Regions from separate parts of the Mus musculus genome. Here region 1 is linked to region 2. A link is a contact called in public Hi-C data. All regions are on one chromosome and are shown on one strand. The core of a region is the stretch at or near the end of the contact, and the rest is flanking DNA. Distances in the headings are between cores, read along the strand shown. Region 1 has its middle 67 kb from the start of Gm36442. Region 2 overlaps Rapgef2 (Rap guanine nucleotide exchange factor (GEF) 2).

The links. A called contact is a pair of places that touch in the nucleus more often than the background predicts.
Region 1: a contact with region 2 is called in a Hi-C map of liver, with 2.7 times the contacts expected there. The contact joins two enhancer-like sites. A contact is called at or near these places in 5 of 484 Hi-C or Micro-C datasets (the HL-1 cell line, brown adipocytes, embryonic stem cells and 2 more) and 1 of 9 other capture datasets (embryonic stem cells).

The regions. Positions count from the first base shown.
Region 1 is chr3:79,441,597-79,448,247 of GRCm38.p6, forward strand. It overlaps a transcript of Gm17359 not described here. Among named protein-coding and RNA genes, the nearest start is that of Gm36442, 67 kb to the right of the region's middle. Within about 2 kb of position 3,700, at least 23 of the 459 cell types and tissues checked have an H3K27ac peak or open chromatin away from gene starts, as enhancers often do. A contact at or near this core is called in liver, where this site is marked.
Region 2 is chr3:79,083,448-79,090,529 of GRCm38.p6, forward strand. It overlaps Rapgef2 (Rap guanine nucleotide exchange factor (GEF) 2), which reads right to left. Exons shown (of 24, transcript NM_001310536.2): 12 at 5,198-5,355; 13 at 4,398-4,638; 14 at 2,298-2,681; 15 at 1-173. Among named protein-coding and RNA genes, the nearest start is that of Gm52609, 30 kb to the left of the region's middle. Within about 2 kb of position 5,239, at least 42 of the 459 cell types and tissues checked have an H3K27ac peak or open chromatin away from gene starts, as enhancers often do. A contact at or near this core is called in liver, where this site is marked.

The DNA.
Region 1 (6,651 bases), core at 2,450-4,949, 360 kb after region 2:
TTCCTGGGAAATAAAAGCAATAAAGCAAACTCAAGTGCCCACAGCACTAGGTTTGAAGCATAGGTGCATGTAATAATGCGCAAGACTGAACAATCTCTGAGTGGGTGCTTTGTTCCAAGAGGGAAAAGAAAAGCTGCGTGTACATCTTCCCTTTCTCTGTCTTAAAAGTAGCATTTGCAATGTTATTCTGTCTGCCATAGTTGGACTGGAGATCCAGGGACCTCTCCTACTTTCTCAAACACCTTCCTTGGGGAAACAGTTTGATTTTTATCATTTCAGCTGGATAGATTTTATGCTATATGAAGTCACACTGTTTACATTTAAATAGTCTCTACCTTACCTACCCTTCCAATATAATTTCTGTCATATATGAGCCATTTCATAAATTTGTTTTTTTGAACAATTAATGGTATGAAAACCGTAGACATTTTCTTTATGTGGGATGGAGAAACTACTAAGTAAGAACAAGAGATTAGATTCAAGCAGGTGTTAGAAGTTATCTTCCAGGCTGAGAAGGTGGCTCCGTAACTATGCTTGCTGAGCAAATACCAGGGCTGAGCTGAGTGCAGATTCCCCAGCATTCCCACATGAACTGGGTGTGGCAGGGCACATCTTTAACCATAGCACAGGGGAGGGAAGTGGGTAGAGGTAGTCAGAATAGGGGGGCCAGACGTGGGAGGATGCCCCGGCTCGCTAGCCAGCTAGTCTCCAAGTTCGGTCAGAGACCCTGTTTTAAAAAATAAGGTGGATCTCTCACTTACTAGCTTGAACCACAACAGACATTTAGAAACCAAGGAAAAAAAAAAAGAGTTACTAAATATCAAAAAGGGCGTACAGTTTAGTAAAGGTCTAGTTTCGCCTCACAAATGTATCTAAAGAAATGCAACTTTATAGCACTTAAGAAGTTAGGCTCATCCGATTCCTTACAGTAGCCATTCTCAACCCGTGAGTTGCAACCCCTTTGGGGGCTCAAATTATCCTTTCGCGGGGTCATATATCAGATATCCTGCATATCAGATATTTGTTATGATTCATAACAGCAAAATAACAGTTACAAAGTAGTAAAAGTATAATTTTGTGGTTGGGATCTACTACAACATGAGGAACTGTATCGAAGGGTCACAGCATTAGGAAGGCTGAGAAGCACTTAGAAGCCTTAGAGCCTTTCTTGTTTAACATATGCAACCAGATGCTTTTGTGTTTGTGTGAGGGATGATATTTCCCTTTCTTGGTCATTTGTTGTCTCTGACATTCTCATTTTTTTATGTTGTGTTTCAAATACACTTTGTATTTGTAAAGGATTACTGTAGATTGTGTTCTGTTATGATGATAATATTATCCAAGGAAATTGTATAAAGTGTTGTCAATTTGATTATTGACACAAATAACATGCTTACAAATAAATTGTGGTGTTGATTACAAAAAAAAAAAAGTAAGGTAGAGAGCAACTGAGGAAAATGCTTCAAGCTGATCTCTGGTCTCCCTCTGCACACCACATGCACACATGCACACAGACTAGCATGGACATGCATATAACACAAACACAGATTGGCCATGCTTCATCATGACTGATTATCCTTGAAAGTTTAGCATTCACATAATTCCTTAGTGTCCATTTCGCTTGTTTCTAGGCACAGCAGTTTAAAAAAATGCTTATTCATGTCCCCGTGTATGTCTTTGCTACATGACGTGGACATCTGGAAAGTCCCTGAACATACACTGGATGTATGCTTATACTGTAAAATCTGGCTAAGGCATCTATTATTTAAAGACAGGAACAACAAAACATCGCTGACACTGTAAGAAAAACAAGAACAAACCAAACCAAAACCTGAGAGAACAGCTCGCTGAAAAAGCAATTCATCACCCAAGGGTCACAGTGTAGATGCATGCCACCCTTTACACAAGTTACAACTGTACAACAGAATAGCTTCTGGGTCTTTGGGGTCATCAGTTGTCTTATTTGGCCATAATTTGGGGTTCAATATTACCTTTTGACTTTATTTTAAGTAGGTTGTTAAAATCAAAGATAGACCCTTGGTTTTGCCAGTATCCTGAAGTCCAAACATCAAGCAAGTATGGTAGGCATGTGCCTTCTGGAGAATTCTATGAGGCACTGTACCTAAGAAGCACAGCATCTTGGCCTATGGAATGGGCAGAGCTAGGAATATGGCTCAGCAGTTGAGCATTTGCTATACCCATGGGGACCTGGGTCCAATTCCCAGCACCCATGTGGAGTCTCTCACAATGATCAATAACTCCAGTTCCAGGGCATCTGACACCCTCTTCTGGCTTCTTGGGTAAATGGCATGCATGTGGTACATACACATGCATTTAAGCAAAACGTGTACAGTTTTTTAAAAAATTCCTTGGGGCTGGAGAGATAGCTCACTCACTGTTCTTGGAGAGGACCATGTGAGGAAGCCACAACTGCCTGTACCTCTAGTTCCAGCGCCCTCTTCTGGCTTCCAAAGGCAACATTGCAAACACACACACATACACGTTTTATATATATATATATTATACAGGGAAAGAGACACAGATAGACAGACACCTAAATAGAAAGAAAAAATTTCCTTAAAAAGAGAGGATAGCTTCTTATAAGCCCTGTTCTTTCCATTGGGCAATAGTTATCCTTTGCTTTTAAACGTTTTTCTATCAATAGCTGCCTAATATGTATGTTCTTTTGATCTGTCTGGTTTAACAACAACAATAAAAAAAACCAACCCAACTTTTGTTTTTTAGTAGTGTCTATGATATAGGCTGTTGATCCAGGGTCAAATAAGCACTATTCCAGGGGGAAAGATGAAATGTTTAGAGAGTAGTGTATGTACAGCATAATCATAAATAATTCTAGGGTGGTGTGTCAAGATGGAGAGCCAATCAAAGGAAACAAAGCTGTACTTAACTCACTTAGAATATGTGTGGCACCAGTCTGGAGCATCATGACACGCTGTCCCACCTTCCAAAACCTCTGCCCTCATGAAGGGCTGAGTGGTGATGCCTGGCTGCAGTCAAGGCCAGGCTGGCCTCTGGAGGTGGGATGGAGAGCACCCACAGTAAGGGTAGGGATGGTCTTTTCAAGTAGCCAGCATCTCTGAAATATTCCCCCATCTGTTGCTGTTCATCATCAGCAACCCCCTGCCCCATGAGCCTATGCAGAAGGCTAGCTTGAAAACGGGAAATATGAAGAAATTCATCTTAAAGCTCTCTCTTGAGCGATCTGATGGTAGGTGTGGGCTGCACTGAAGATGTAAAAAGATCCATGTAAATAAAGGTCTCCCGGGAGTGTCCCAAGGAGAGAAGAGAGGGAAGGACTTGTCCCTTAGACAACAAAGGACCTGACAAGTGCTTCTGTATGTGTAGCTCAAAACTTCCCCTTTGCCAATGGGACTTTTTTCACTTCCAGAATTAGAAAGAGCAAATATTGATGGTGCCTTGAGGAAGCAGCCAATGAGAGAGCCATATCCTTAGGGAAGAACTTAAGAGAGAGCAGGTCATTAGGGTCCTCCGCGAAAGCCAGAAATACACGGATACACAATGACATCACTTCATGGTGGGTACGGAAAACGCAAAGCCCCAAAGGAAGCTTGTCTCTGTGAAACTCAAGTGAGTAACTCACTGTGCTATATAGATTAGGTGGGAGGCTGACTCACTGGAACTCAGCACAGTCACTTTGAAAAGTTAACCTCAGAATCCAAGAGACAGCCGCTTAACCACTTATATGGAAGTATTTTTAGTTCCCCAGACAGAGCTCACAAGATGTGGGTCAGGGCAGCAGACAGAAGAGAAAGGGTGGCTTCAGGCACCGTGGGTGCTGGCCGCTTTGGTGCTCCAGAATAAATAGCTATTTTAATCAGCTTATGACAACATTCAAGCCAGTGACCAAGAGGCCACTGAATTGTTTGGTCATGAACCAAAGCAGCCACGGAGTCCACGAGGTCCCAGCTCCACACAAAAGGCAAGACACCTGGAACCAGGGCAGCCCGTCTTCACGGCCCCTCCTCAGCACCTGGAGTGTTTTCTCTGTCACAAGCATCCACAGGAAAGCCAAGCTTGCCCTGTCAGTTTTAGACACTTACGTAAGAAAAGGCCAGCCAGTTTTTCCTGAGTGCTAAAACCTATTTTCTCTCCTCAGCCCATTTCTTGATGTTCAGGCTGCTAGGAAAAATTTGGTCATCTCTGAACCAGCAGTTGTAGCGGAAATATCAAACATTGTTGTGTAATAAAACATTTTTAAATAGTAAAAGAAGTAGTCAATCTAAGATCATTCCCACTGTCTGCCAAGCCCTTCACTATGTGCAGGATCGCCGGCTTTCTAACTGGAGATAGAAAAAAAAATACACTTTTTAAAAATTTTTATTGATGCAAGCAAAATAGACCATAAATGTGTTCTATGTCAGAACCCACTAAAGATACTAAAGACACAGAAACATAAAGGGACTGGGGCTGGGGCTTAGTTGTGGAGAACTTGTATAATGGGGGTGACACTCTTATTCAATCCCACTAACACACACAGAGACACAGACACACACACACAGACACAGACACAGACACAGACACAGACACAGACACACACACACACACACACACACGCTGGGAAGATCACTCAGCAGTTAAGATCACTGGGTGCTTCTTGCAGAGGACCTGGGTTTGGTTCCCCATATCCACAGGATGGCTCACAACCATCTCTGACTGCAGTTCTAGAGGATCTGACGCCCTGTTCTGGCATCTGCAGGCATTGCACATAGGTACAGGTAAAACACTCATACACAAAATGTTTACTCTAAGTTTTTTTTTTTTTTTAACAAATGAGAATTAGGTAAAATTGAAGGTAGTGCTAACAGTAACAGGGCAGAAAGAATTTTAAAAATTTAAAAGAAGGCAATGAGGCTGAAGAGATGGCGCATCAGGTAAGACATTCGCTGCCAACCCTGATGGCCTGAGGTTTGATCTCTGGGGCCCACACCGTAGAAGAAGGGAAATGACTTTGGCAAACTGTTCTTCGGCCTACACACATGCACCATGGCACACATGAGCACACAAAGAGATAAACGTACTTAAAAAAATATGAATGAAATAGCCTGAGAAGTTAGACTGCTAGAGAGAAGAGATTTGAAAACACAAACTTCAAGGACTCCCTGAGGAGGATGTGGCCCAGCACCAGAGAGCTGCTGGGATATCAGACTAGAATGTGTGGAGAGCAATCAGTCTGGCACACGGGAAGGTGATGCTAAGAGCCACCAGGGTGCACTGGTGGGAACTCAGGGCCAAGTAGAGCATGAGGAGGAGGCTACCATAAGCCACTCTCAGTGCATTTAAGGAGCTAAAGGGAACTGCAACCCTATAGGTGGAACAACAATATGAACTAACCAGTACCCCGGAGCTCTTGACTCTAGCTGCATATGTATCAAAAGATGGCCTAGTCAGCCATCACTGGAAAGAGAGGCCCATTGGACTTGCAAACTTTATATGCCCCAGTACAGGGAAACGCCAGGGCCAAAAAGGGGGAGTGGGTGGGTAGGGGATTGGGGGGGTGGATATGGGGGACTCTTGGGATAGCATTGGAAATGTAAATGAGGAAAATACCTAATAAAAAAGAAGAAAAAAAGAAAGATGGCGTTGCCTATGATCCTCAGGGTGGGTGATGTTGAGCTGCCTGCCCCCCTTTTCTTCATAACTCCAGGGCAGGCTTGAAAACCAACTGCCTTAAAAGACAATATCCATGAGAAACAGCTGTCTACCAATTCCTGGAGGCAGGACATAGGTTTGAAGACCTCCGGGAAGCCACACACACAGACATGTCATAGTTAACCTGCCTTTGAAAACCCAGGAAAAGCTCCTTTCCCAGACTTTTCAATTATTTTAGCTCATTTTGTATGTAAACAGCTCAGTCTCATGGGCACTTGTCAAAAATAGATTAGCAGCAGTTATCCAATATCACAGTTATCAGTAATGAGTTGGGGCAAACAGCAGATGCCTAATACCTTAAAGGGACAAAACAGAGAGTGAGAGAGTGTGCAGGAGGCTGTGTGAGAAGTGTTGCTGCAGCTCCAGGAATCTAGAAGGCAGGATGCCCAGGATGGACGCGGTCTATGTCTAGAAGGCCTGATATCATCCAGGCTCTCACTCAGGCTGATCCTGAAGTACTGTGCAAAGGATAAGCTAAGGCTAACTTTCATAGTAACCTGCCTTCCAGGACATGGGAATAGACCTCAGTATGTAAAAAGACCAGTATCTCCAATGATTCAAAACATTCCAGAAAGTCTCTGGCCATCATTGGCTGACCATTGAACTCACCAAGCAGGAACTTCCAGGGACACATAAGACGCTTTATTTAGTTAGTTATTTAAGGATTTATTTATCTATTATATGTAAGAATACTGTAGCTGTCTTCAGACACTCCAGAAGAGGGCATCAGATCTCATTATGGATGGCTGTGAGCCACCATGTGGTTGCTGGGATTTGAACTCAGGACCTTTGGAAGAGCAGTCAGTGCTCTTAACTGCTGAGCCAACTCTCCAACCCATATGGTACTTTTAATAAATTGGAATCATCACTGGACAACATTATTGCCACTGCCAAAACAGTAGGGTGAATATTTAGGAAGCTCAATAGAACCTAGATAAATAGACTCACGGCTGTATACAG
Region 2 (7,082 bases), core at 3,989-6,488:
ACAGGGGAATGACAGGAGGCTGTAAGTTCTGGCCACTCAGGACATTGCGGTACTTTGCCATGTTTCTGGAAGGATCAAACAGGTCTTGCAGGTCCTGGAACAGCTTTTCATATTTATTGGGAAGCTTTTCCCAGGTGGTTCGTAGTCTTGCCACCGGTGCCAGGTTTAGGCCACTGAGGGGGAGCAGAGAAGAGAGATTGGATGAAATGATGCTCACTAAAACAAAGCAGGATGTACAAGGCAACACAACACCTCTGTGTGCATGGGAACTTATACAACGCCCTAGGGGTCGTGCCAATCCTGACTAGGGAGGGAGTGGCAGCTAAAACTGGGCAAGGGACAAACCATTTGCCTTTATACTTCTGTTTATGTTCTTAACATTTTTAATATTCATTCATTCATATGTTCGTTCATTCATTCATTCATTCACCATTCCATGCATGTGAGTATGCGTGTGTTGGAGGTTATCCCAGCAAGCATATGAAGGCGAGAAGACAAATTCCAGGAGCCAGGTCTCCCTTCTAACACGTGGGTCCAGGGATTAAACCCTGGTGACCAGGCTTGGTAGCTGGTGCCTTTAGTGGCTGGCCCTTCTGTTTTGTTTGTTTTCTGCAATAACAAATGAACTATTTCTTCATCAGACTGTGTCATGTGATAAAGATTGAATATGATGATCAGTAATGACCAACTCTGTGTCTGGACCTAGACATAACTCCAAAGTACTTCCCAAACTAAACTTGTACCAAATAAGTCATGGTCACCACTAGGTGGTCTGCTGCTAGTCTGACCCACTACAGCTTTTTGAATCCTGGCTAAAACTATCACATCCAAGAAGTATGTTCAACTAATCATGAGATACACCAACTAAAACATGCAATGCCTTCATCCAGCACTGGTCAACAGAAAGGACCTGATTCTTCTCCATGGCAACATTCAACCATATGATATACATTGCTTCCAAAGTTGAACAAAAGTTCAACTGGTCTAAAGTTGACCTTCATCCACCACACTGACCTGACTTCTACCACAATTTTTGTAGGGAAAATGCTTCTACAACCATCTGGATGAAGAAAATATTAAGTTGTAGTTGAATCCTAAAACATAGATTTTGGAAAAGACAAATCTATTTCTTACTGGTAAGCATACTTTGACTGTAATAGGTCCTATTTTGATAAACATGTTTGATTTTTATTAGATTTAAAGCTTTCAATCTATTTAATTTAAATATAATTATAAGATGTAAAGTTCAGAGTCTGACACGACAATTCCTTTTGCAGCAGACTCATAAACACAGTCCAGCATGTGGCTCATAACAAGTATTTGAAAAAACAAAGATTGGGTAAATATTCCATCATAAAAATTATACTAGCTATGAGTATGAAGACCATGCACAGTAAGCACTTTACTCACAGAGCCCTCTCCCCGGCCATCAAGAAAGTTTAAGTTATAAGAAATAGAGGAGGGTGTGGTGGCAACATGTGTAATCCCAGCAGATGAGAAACAGGATTCTGAGTTGTATGCCAGCCTGGACTACTGCAGAGAGAGCCTACTGCAACACTTTTATTTTAGGGTTTTACTGCTGTGAATAGACACCATGATCAAGGCAACTCTCCTAAGGACATCATTTAAATGGGGCTGCCTTATAGGTTCAGAGGTTCAGTCCATTATCATCAAGGTGGAAACATGGTAGCTCCAGGCAGGTATGGTGCAGGAGGAGCTGAGAGTTCTACATCTTCATCTGATGGCTGCTAGCAGAATACTGGCTTCCAGGCAGCTAGGATGAGGGTTTTAAAGCCCACACCCACAGCGACACACCCACTCCAACAAAACTACACCTCCTAATAGTGCCATTCCATGGGGCAGAGAATGTACAAATCATCACAACCCATCAGCCTCTGAAGAAAAAACTAAGATTTTGAATCAGAAATAAAGAATTGCTTGTTGAATCACTTACGTCTTATGTCTTAGTGTACATGAGGCTGTACAAAACCAACAAAACACATACACACACACACACACAGGGTCAATTATGAACTAATATATATTGGTAATTACATGGTGTTCTGACACTGATATATATATATATATATATATATATATATATATATTATATATGTGTGAGCGTACAAGTATATAATATATAATTATATAATGTATAATATATAATCTATCATTCATATATACATATATGTATATGTATGTGTGTGTGTGTGTGTGTATATATATATATATATATATATATATATATATATATATATATAAATAAAGTCAGTTTCACCTAGGACAGCTCCTCTTACCTGATGATTGCAAACATGGAGTTAAAATTCTTGCATTCCCTGCAGTGCAAGGCAATCTTGATGAAATGCTTAATGATCTTCATCCTCTTCAGCTGGTTTGTTTCCCGCAGGATTTCAGAAGCCACCCAAAATGTTTCCTGGTTAATGACTTCCTCAAATTTCTTCAGGTTGGCACAGCTGGTTTTTGATTTGAGTTTAAATAAATCATCTATGTATTCAGTAGGCTCAATGTTGCGGAAGAGTTCAAAGTTCCTCATGGAGAGCTGCGTGGCAACCTCCACGGTGCTGAGCTGAAGGAGGGAGATTTGGCTCTCTCGCAGCAGCTCCTGGGCATCTTCATCTGAGCAAAGCGTTTCTGTTTCCATGTTGTTTTTCAGATAATACCTGAAAGAAACAGAAGCTCTTCAGATGCCAAGCTGAGCGGCAAGCCTGTGGGACTCCTAAAGGGAACATTGCTAGCTCCCTGGGTGGGGGGTGGGGGTGGGGTGGGGGAGGACTAAGAGACTGGTGTAAGAGTTCTTTTCATCCATCACGGGCAGTACAGATACCACCCCGTGCCACCAGCTCACAGCAGCACTAGGTAAGCAGAACTGAGCAATCCATGGGAAATTCCTTTGTGCCAGTTCTGTAGTGTGTTCTCCCCACGACCCACCCCCCACTCCTGCCACTGAAATACTTCTAGCTTGTTTGCCAAAGGTGACAGAAGAGAGCTATTTACCAGATTAGATAAACATCAACTCAAGTCATAGCTCAGTTTCCTAGTGAAGAGGGAATCTGCCAATTGCTGGGTCTACACTAGCTCAAATGAAGTTTACTTATTTATTTAATGCTTAGAAGACTTAATAACTGAGCTCGCGGGATGGCTCAGCAGGCAGATACTCATCAAGCTAAGAGATCTGAGGCTACAAAATTGTTATCTGACCTCCACACACTTACTGCAGAATATGTGGCCATACAAACACATCACACACATACATACCTACAAACACACAAACACACACACACACACACACACACAATTGGGAGAGGAGACACCCAAAGCAGTTTGTTTTCCTCTATTTGATCTTAAAACAGATTTTTATAGATCTGTTTTACATGTGAGTGTCTTGCCTGCATGCATGTATGTGTACCACATGTATCCCTAGTGCTCTCAGGAGTCAGAAGAAGGTATAGGATCTACCCCAGAACTGGATGACTGCCATCCATCGCATGGGTGCTAGAAACAGAACCCAGGTCCCCTCCAAGACCAACAAGTGCTCCTAACTGCTAAGTCATCTCTCCTACTCCCAGGTTTTAACTTTCAAGTATCTAGATTTTCTAGGGAAGTGGGAGGTGTTACCCCAATTTGTCAGAATAGCAAGCAGGCATTTGCAGCCAAATGGCTGGTCAATATGGATGGTACTGTGACCTTTTTAAGGAACTCACTGAAAATAGGACCCCCATATTTGCTCTGTAGCTTCTCTCTCCCCACTTATTGGCAGGCAGATGCCTTCTCCACATGAAACTCTAGGAACACAGAGCAAGCAGAGTGAGGGTCCTACTAACTGGTCTTTTACACACTTCACAAGACATTTAGGACAGGTAAGAGACAGCCTGTGCCTTGATGGGTACAGACTAATGTGCTCCACTGTGATTCCTCTGATACCCAGGCTCTCCTGAGTGGTGAATGGGAAGCAAAGCTGAAACCCAGTAGCCATCTGCAGGATTACAGACCTATCAGTGTATATGCAGGGGACTCCTCACCTCTGACCCCCTAAGAAGTATTATTAGTGCTGGGGCTGGGAAGAGACATGACATGCAAGGGAGTTTTAATCACAAGTTGAAAGCACAAGGTTAGAAAGTCATGGTTTAAACTCATACCAGGTAAAAGTCAAGAACAATGACATTCTAAAGAAAATTAGAAGGGGGAAAAAACAAAAAGCCAGCAAACAAAGAACCCAATTTATTCATGGGACTGATTTCCCTAAGAGTGCTCAGTTGGCAAGGTCTTGGGTTCAAGTTTCACCAATTGTAAAAACAAAGCAATCGCAACAGCACCGGGCTAGTCTCTTCAAGGATGCGGGCTCAGAGAAGGAAGAACTCTGGTGAGACAGACTGTACCTTCCACTCAGTTGTATCCTGTCGGCAAGCTTGGAAAGCTGATCTGGGAGTCGGCGTTGTTTGATAACTCCCTCTGGTGTGACTGAGACCTCACAGAGGGAATACTGCTCTGGGGTGGCAGTGACAGCAAACTCTCTGATGGCCTGGATGACCACTTCCTTTGCGGTGGTGTCCTTGCTGATCATGATGTACCTGCTTTGTTGGTCAGCCTTGAAAACTCTCAGTACCTGATCTGGCAAGTCTAGGGGAAGGAGAAGCCACACAGAAGCAGAATAAATGTTACTAGATGGCAATGTGATTAGAGTAACACACCATCTCCCTCCCTGACAGAGTTGTGACATGCTACATGCAAAGCCACATTTCCCTCACTGATAACTACATTGTCAAAAGACAAGTGCATGAGTTTTACACACGAGCACATACAAAATATAAAAAACACATATCAAAATGAGCACATACATGCATTTGTGAGAGTATCAAAAAATTTCCATCTACAGATAATCTTCATTATAAAGAAGAGCCCATTTAGCTTACCGAAAATATGCCTCCTGATTTATTTACTAGGTATAACTTAGTAATAAGTATAGAGTACGTTATTCTTCATTTTATCAAAGGTTTAACCACATCAGAATGGTTTTCAGAATACTACAAGAACTAGTCCCAGTGTTGAGTTTGAGGCTTGTTCTGAATCTTGGTGAACAATAAACCATCCATGCCCCACTGCCAAACATGCATACAATGTCACTACTGCATCTGAAAGAGAAAGGTCTCTGAACTGGCAGAAAGGCTGCGGCGCTCACCAGGAGTAGTGCTGAAGTCCAGAATCCGGTGGTGTGACTGCAGCAAGTCAGGGTTACTGGAGGACAGCGTTCCACTGACAGGCAGGGCAGCTGGGATGTGCTTGGTCTGCCTCAGTCCTACGATGCTATCATCTTGAGACTGACCAATCCCAATATCACTGAAAAGAACAGATTTTAAAAAATTAATTATTAGCAAGGTAAAGGCTCTAAGTCACTACAGATCATGAAATAAGCCATTTTCACTTAAACTTGCAATTAATGTAAAAATATTGAAAACTGTTAAGGCTCATGATGCGAAACATATTCAGTCCAGCTCACTATCTTTTAAACAGTTAGTAGGTTTCTCTACAAGCTGTCTTTTTAATAAGTTATAACCATAACCATTATTTATGTTTTTAGTACAAAAATACAGAAGAGGAAATGTGCTGCTATATCTGACTGAGGGAATGGAAATGAACCTAAGACAAAGTACACGGGAAAAAATCCACTTGAGTTCACTATGCCAGGAGCTCGGCAACAACCCAGACAGCTGCTTCATGGTCTGATCCTCACGATGAGGAACTGAGGAAAAACAAAGGGGGACGGAAACCGAAACTGCCCTACTTACACTCTTGTAAGTAGCAGAACAAACCACTGTGGAGTTCAAGTGTGAGGGCACCCTGACACAGACCCCATCTCTCAGTGACAGAATGTGAGCATGCAGCGTGCATGACCACACTGCGGGCTTGGAAGGATGGGCAGTGCAAATGCAGTGATTGGCTTCTAATTCTCTGCAAGGTTTATAGTCACATGTTTAAATTCTCCATAAAAACATGTGCATTGCTGATGGCTACAGACTCCTTTCTGCTTATAGAAAATCTGCTTAGTGGCCACTTGTGTGTTTGTGCAGCATCTTGCAACATGGCTGGGGAGGGCCATGGCTCTAGAGCCTCTTGAACTAGGATTATAAGCGTGGACCACCACACCTTACTTGGGGATAACACTTAAAACACAACTTGACAACATATAAAATTATTGCTTGATTGAAAGGTCAAGTGTTTCCAAAAGAAAGCATACAATAAAACAAGTATAAAATAAAAAAGTAACTAGATTATATACAAATGTCTACAGTTCCAATTCCACAAATACTTTGAAACAAAACAGAAATTCACTAAATTTGGGATATAAATTGGGTATCTCAAGACAATTTTAGTGTAAATTCTCCTTCGCATATAGAAGAGCCTGGCACAAAAACAAAGTTCTGTTTAAGCATGCACACGCACAGTTGGGCATATAAAAACCTGAAATATTAATGTTCTGTGCATGATAGAAGTCTTTACATTAGTAGAGTTTTATTTTTCAATCACATAAATGTCTTTGCCAAAAATATGAGATGTGGCTGGGCATGGTGGCGCACGCCTTTAATCCCAGCACTTGGGAGGCAGAGGTAGGCGGATTTCTGAGTTCAAGGCCAGCCTGGTCTACAGAGTGAGTTCCAGGACAGATGGGGCTACACAGAGAAACCCTGTCTCGAACCCCCCCGCCCACCCCCCTCCAAAAAAAGAGAGAGATGTGATATATGAGCTAACACAATTTGTGTGGGTAAAATCAAGGCGTGTCTGACCAGGTCAGCCACTGGCAGAGCTGGCTGTGAGCGTTGGCCCTCTCCAGGCACACCTAGCAGAGTGTTTCTCACCGCAACATTTTCCCATACCTCGTGTAATAAACTGAAACTCACTCTGCTTCTCTATGCCTCACCTGTACCTCGATACCCACAGACACAAGGCTATGCCTTGACTAAAATATTGCATGTTTTATGAAAAATCTAACTAAGAAATGTCCCTATTTGGCATGTCCTCTTGTCTAGCCTCCCCAACTGGCTCACTGTTACTGAAACAAGTCTGTT